2 separate regions of the Mus musculus genome follow, and region 1 is linked to region 2. The links are chromatin contacts, called in public HiChIP or PLAC-seq maps. All regions are on one chromosome and are shown on one strand. The core of a region is the stretch at or near the end of the contact, and the rest is flanking DNA. Distances in the headings are between cores, read along the strand shown.

What was found. HiChIP or PLAC-seq counts read pairs in DNA pulled down with a chosen protein or histone mark.
Region 1: a contact with region 2 is called in an H3K4me3 HiChIP or PLAC-seq map of bone marrow-derived macrophages, with 2.8 times the contacts expected there. The contact joins the enhancer-like site here to the promoter of Gnptg in region 2. A contact is called at or near these places in 3 of 39 promoter capture datasets (the 3T3-L1 cell line and hippocampal neurons), 1 of 484 Hi-C or Micro-C datasets (nephron progenitors), 2 of 115 datasets of contacts at active chromatin or transcription factors (bone marrow-derived macrophages and fetal liver) and 1 of 9 other capture datasets (pancreatic islet).

The regions. Positions count from the first base shown.
Region 1 is chr17:25,043,950-25,046,951 of GRCm38.p6, forward strand. It overlaps Ift140 (intraflagellar transport 140), which reads left to right. Exons shown (of 30, transcript NM_134126.3): 13 at 1,100-1,227; 14 at 1,556-1,673. Among named protein-coding and RNA genes, the nearest start is that of Ift140, 29 kb to the left of the region's middle. Within about 2 kb of position 1,537, at least 42 of the 459 cell types and tissues checked have an H3K27ac peak or open chromatin away from gene starts, as enhancers often do. A contact at or near this core is called in bone marrow-derived macrophages, where this site is marked.
Region 2 is chr17:25,238,462-25,241,549 of GRCm38.p6, forward strand. It overlaps Gnptg (N-acetylglucosamine-1-phosphotransferase, gamma subunit), which reads right to left and starts at 1,655. Exons shown (of 11, transcript NM_172529.3): 1 at 1,599-1,655; 2 at 1,453-1,510; 3 at 1,314-1,381. The coding sequence starts at 1,650. It overlaps Tsr3 (TSR3 20S rRNA accumulation), which reads left to right and starts at 1,709. Exons shown (of 6, transcript NM_026676.3): 1 at 1,709-1,903; 2 at 1,983-2,202; 3 at 2,603-2,796. The coding sequence starts at 1,792.

The DNA.
Region 1 (3,002 bases), core at 287-2,786, 190 kb before region 2:
AGTGCTAGGATTAAAGGTGTGCATCCCCACTGTTTGGCCCTTCTCGTTTTTTTTTTTCAGGGAATGGTAGGAGGTCACAAGGGTTGGGGGTGGCAGAGCTGGGGAGAATGGGAAGTGAGCGTGATTGGGGTGCGTGATGTGAAATTCCCAAATAATCACTAAAAATATTATGTAATAAAAAGAATAGAACTTGTGTGGTTGTGTAGTGAGAATGTCAGGGAGTTGGTGGAGGATGGGAAAAGCCTGGGAGGTTTAATCAGGAAAGGCTGGAGGGCCGCTTCTGACAGTGAGGGGGAGAGAGAAGTAGGCTCCTCCCACATCCTGAGTCCCGGCTAAGTGTGTGTGGTAGCTGAGAAGTGGAAGCTGTGGAAACAGAACAGGTATAGGTAAGCTTGACCTGGAGACTGCCTTCTTCCCTGCAGTAATGTACCCATACTGCTTCTGCTCCATCTGCCCACCCTCAGTACAACGCTCCACCGCTCATTGCTGACTACCAGACTCAAAGATCCAGATACAGAGTCATTTAACTGCTCAGTGCGTGTTCTCTCCTTTTCTGGGCTCTCCGATAGCTGGCTTCTTCCTGGTTCACCTCATTTTTAAGCCCCTAGAAGAGACATTAATTCCTTAGGCATTTTATTGAGATGTAAAATACAGGACATATGACTGTGTTATAAGTGTGGATTGTCTTCCACGAGTGGCATATGTCCAGGATGTGACAACCATCCTGGCAGAGGTACTCTCCCATCTCACTACCCAGAAGGCCATGCACCTAACATCAGCCACATGAAGAATATCATTGCCCACCTAGACCAACTCACAGGGACGGAGGTCGCCATCTGTGTACCTTGCTACAGTCCGCCATGTGTGTGTGACCACAGAGCACTTCTTAGCTGAGGGACCTGTGCATCTTTGATCCTTGCCCCGAGGCCTATGTCACCGAGACTGTGCAGAAGGGAGACCTGTCTTCCTATGGATCCAGCCCTGGTCTAATGCATGCCAGCCCCTCAGCAATCACTACTGTTCGCGTGAATGTTGTTCCGGAGAGAAAGGGGGCACTGCACCACAGACGAGCATGGCTAACTTGTTCTTCTTTCCCCAGGGGACTGTCAAACAACTTCTGCTATTCTCTGAGACCGAGGGGAGCCCCTGCTTCCTGGACGTCTGTGGGACTTTCCTGGTTGCAGGGACAGATTTAGCTCATTTTAAAAGTTTTGATCTTTCCAGAAGGTACAGTTTCCTTCCACACTCAAGTATTAAATGCTGTTTCATTTTTTAAGTTATGGGGCAATTTAGTAGACAGGAAATTGGAACAATGTCTTATCTCACATGACACCTTTTTTTTTTTTTTGTAAATTAGAAGAGACCTTTTATTGGTTCTAAGATGAACCTCCTTTTCCCTGGACTAGGGGGTTAAGTACACAGGTGAGAAGAGGTGAGCTGAACAGAACACTCTACAGTCCAGGGTCTCAGCAGTCAGAGAAGCTCATTTCTGTGACCAGCAGGAAGGTGCCAAGAGGACGCTGATGTCATTCTTCCTCCTCCTGTCCTCACACAGGGAAGCAAAAGTGCACTGCAGCTGCAAGAACCTGGCCCAGCTGGTCCCTGATGTGGGGAGCATCACTTCTCTGAGATGCAATGCAAATGGGAACAAGATCAGCATCCTCCTTAGCAAGGTAAGGCCAACATCCCTGCCGGCCTTCTGATCCATATGAAGGACCTCCGAGGATACGGGCTGTGCCTCTGGGCCCTGGCAGGACCTGACAGACATAGCTGTTTATTCTGTCTCCTCAAGTCTTTTAGGTCTTTATGTCTAACCTTCTCTCTAGCCCCTCCTTGCTTCAGATCCTTCCTCAGTTTCTGCCTTATATCAGCTCTCTCCTGCCTGCTTCCATCTTGGGACACACACACAGTCTGTTCTTTTGTGTGTGTGTTTGGGGTGTGAGGGGTGGAAGACAGGGAGGATTGTTGTTGATTCAAGACAAGGTTTGTCTGTGTAGCCCTGGCTGTACTGGAACTCACTTTGTAGACCAAGCCGGCCTCAAACTTGGAGATCTGCCTGCCCTTGCCTCCTGAGTGCTGGGATTAAAGGTGTGCACCACCACCCCTGATCCATACTCTGTTCGTATGTGCTCACCTGCACACACTTTCCATATTTCCTGCCCTTCTTGGTTTTCTTCGGAATCAGCCGTATCTTCTTTAGAGAGCTCTTTGTCCTTTTCTTGCTTGTCTTCTTCATCACCTAGCCAACATCACAAGACAAGACCACTCACCGGGCAGTGGTAGCGTTAATCCCAGCACTTGGGAGGCAGAGGTTTCTGAGTTCGAGGCTAGCCTGGTCTACAGAGTGAGTTCCAGGACAACCAGGGCTAAACAGAGAAACCCCTGTCTTGAAAAACCAAAAAGAAAAAGAAAAAAATGAAACCCTGTCTCCAAAAACAAAAGAAGAAGAAGAAAAAGGAGGAGGAGAATGGAGGAGGGAGTGGTAGGCATGCTAAGACAACAGCAAAAATGTCATTGTCACTTGTACTTTGGTGTCCCACTGACCCTGACCCTAACGGCAGCTTGGCTGGAACAGGGAGGACAAGTGGAAGTTGATAAAGTAATACAAAAGAAAGTAAGGACACAAAGTGGCGGCAGTGTGAGACCCATAGTGGAGAGTCCTCCAGACCTGGGCAGGGGAAGCTGGGACAGTGATAAGAGAATATCCATGACCCATAGAAACCCTGTGTGCAGAGGCTGGAGCCATGACTCAAAGGTTAGGACCACTTGTTGCAGAGGACCTGGGTTCTGTTCCAGCACCCACCTACTGGTTCACAATCATCCTTAACTCAAACGCCAGGGGATCTGACAGCCTCTTCTGACCTCTGTGGGCACCAGACATACATGTGCTGCACAGACATACATAGACATATGTGTAGTCAGTCACTCAGTAAGGGCAGACAGAATCCCCTGGACAGCTCTGCAGCAGTTGAGCCCAGACAACCTAGAGCAGCTGAACCTGA
Region 2 (3,088 bases), core at 405-2,904:
TTTTTTTTTTTTTTGGAATCTTTATCATGTATCTACTTATTTATTTATTTATTTTTATTAGATACTTTATTTATATACAATATAAATAAATATTAAATAAATTTATTATTATATATATTTATATATATTTATATTATATATTTATTTATATATAATATAAATATATATATATAAATAAATATATATTTCAAATGCTATCCCGAAAGTTCCCTATACCCTCCCTCCACCCTGCTCCCCTACCCACCCACTCCTGCTTCTTGGCCCTGGCATTCCCCTGTACTGGGGCATATAAAATTTGCAATACCAAGGGGCCTCTCTTCCCAGTGATGGCCAACTAGGCCATCTTCTGCTACATATGCAGCTAGAGATATGAGCTCTGGGGGTACTGGTTAGTTCATATTGTTGTTCCACCTATAGGGTTGCAGACCCCTTCAGCTCCTTGGGTGCTTTCTCTAGCTTCTCCATTGGGGGCCCTGTGTTCCATCTTATAGATGACTTGTGAGCATCCACTTCTGTATTTGCCAGGCACTGGCATAGCCTCATACGAGACAGCTATAACAGGGTCCCTTCAGCAAGATCTTTCTGGCATATGCAATAGTGTCTGGGTTGCCAAGGTTCTTTTATGCTGGCCAGCCCTGAGCCACCTCCAACAGCTTGTCTTTCAGTCCTCCTAGGATCTTAGTCCCAAATTTCCTGTGCTGGTGCCCTCTCCACTCCGTAAGACCTAGAAAGGGCTAGATACACCTGGAGTGTTGAGTCTTCATACCCAACATCCCTAGAGCTTCTAATTGGTCTAAGCACCTGTGGAAAGTAGAGGCTTTAATACCACAAGTTGGAGGCCAGCTTGAGTCTACTATAAAAGACTTTGAAAGACTCTTACCTTAAAAACACAAAAGTAGCCGGGGGTGGCACACGCCTTTAATCCCAGCACTTGGGAGGCAGAGGCAGGCGGATTTCTGAGTTCCGGGCCAGCCTGGTCTACAAAGAGTTCCAGGGCTATACAGAGGAACCCTGTCCCGAAAAACAAAACGAAACAAAACAAAAACCCCACAAAAGTTAGGGATGTGACCCAAGCCTTGAGCGCTTGCTTGCTTAGCCCTAGGTAATCGCCAACCCTGGGAGCGAGAGGGGATTGCAGTTCCAGTATATACTTCAGAGCATTTAAAACACTCAAGTTTGACAAACGAATTCGTAACCCTTCAGCGAGTACATTATGAGTCCTTCATCCAAGGCACCCTTCCCTCCCTAACCGAGAGCTTTTTTCGGCCCCCTCAGTCAGCACCTCGGCCAGCTCCGCACCCTCCCGCGCTCACCGGATACAGCTGAAGGCTCTCTCTTGGGCTGAAGGCGGCTTGCCTGGGGCAAGAACGGGTTATTCAGCCTATGGAACAGAGAAGGTCAGAAGAGCCAGCCAGGCTCGGTCCCCAAGCCGCAGGACCGTGATCCGCTCACCCGAATGTGTTAGGCTCCTCCACCACCTTCATCTTCCCGGCACATGCCGGCGCGGGCCCTGCGGAGCGGGGAGAGAGGTGGTGAGTAGGGAGCGGAGGCGCGAGCGACGCCAGCGCGCGGGGGGCTATGTGCGCGGAGCCACTGACCCTGCGACGCGAGCCCCAGCAACATCAGGAAGCCAGCCAGCCGCCCCGCCATTGCTCCTAGGGTCTCACGGTCACGTGAGTGACAGCCGGAACTGACTCCCCTCAAAACCGGAAGCTGTGCGAGCGCGCACGCGCGCACGCTCTTGAACAAACGCTGGAGCTGAGGATTTCATCTCGGATTTCATCTAACATTATGGGCCGCAAGAAAGTTGCTCGCGGATCCAGGAAAGAGAGCGGTCGTGTTCGGCGACCCTCTGGCCGCTCTCTGGATGCTTTCGCTGAAGAGGTGGGCGCTGCGCTGCGTGGTGAGTTTGGAGCAGTCGGAGCAGCGGGTCGGGCCTGGGAGCAGGCGCTGAGGACCCGGCCTTCTCTCTCTCCTTGTAGCATCCGTGCAGCCCGAGGAGGCCGAGGACCAGGGCGGCCCGGGCCCTGCGGCGCTGCCTTGTGCCTTGGCTATGTGGGAGCTTGGTCACTGCGACCCCAAGCGCTGCACGGGCCGCAAACTGGCCCGTCTGGGTCTGGTGCGCTGCCTGCGCCTGAGCCAAAGGTTTGGCGGTCTGGTGCTCAGCCCAGTAGGCACTGAGTACGTGTCTCCGGCAGACAGGTAGACACCAGAGGCCTGGGGATCGGGGAGGGGTCGGAGAGGGGTTGGAATGCCCTTCCCACCATCTTGTCTTTGTTAAACTGCCCTGTATCAGGAGTATCATTTTCTTCAAGCCTTGCTTATTGGTCTTGGATGTCCACATCTTTCATATGAGCAGAGTTGTATTTAATTTGACCCTTTTCATAGAGCAGGGCTATAGTGTAGAAAGCCTAGGAGAAACATTTGTTGTGTAAAGTAAACACTGTCCAGCTACCCTCAACTGCTTCCTGAAGGGTTCTTTCTACTATTGCAATAAACCATAACTTCGAAATAGCAGAGTGATCTCTCATCTGTAGTGAAGCCAGTCTCCAAGGATGTGCCTTATTTGGGGCCCTAGAACCTACCCTACACTCTCTGACAGACAGCTGGTGGCACAGTCAGGGGTCGCAGTCATAGACTGCTCCTGGGCCAAACTGGACGACACACCCTTTCAGAAGATGCGAGGGAGCCACTTGCGGCTCCTGCCTTACCTCGTAGCTGCCAACCCTGTAAACTATGGCCGGCCCTGCAAACTTTCCTGTGTGGAAGCTTTCGCTGCTGCCTTCTGCATCGTAGGTGAGTTTTGGGTCTGACAGAAGCCTGGCAATGGCAGTCTGGAGGCTGACTGCTTGCCCCCTCCTCCTCCCTCACCTGGAGACTGGGGTTTCTTCTGGCAGAGTCTGAGCAAGGGGGTGGGATGTGAGGAGAATATATTGGGAGCCATTAGAAAACAGCCTTTGTCTTCAGTCTCAGTGCCCACATACAGTCTTAACCTTATGAAGCAGAGGTAGAGGCAAAATGGACCACTGCCTTCCCTGGATGGTGTGTGGGCCCAATGGCTACCCCGTAAGACACAGAGACTAGGATA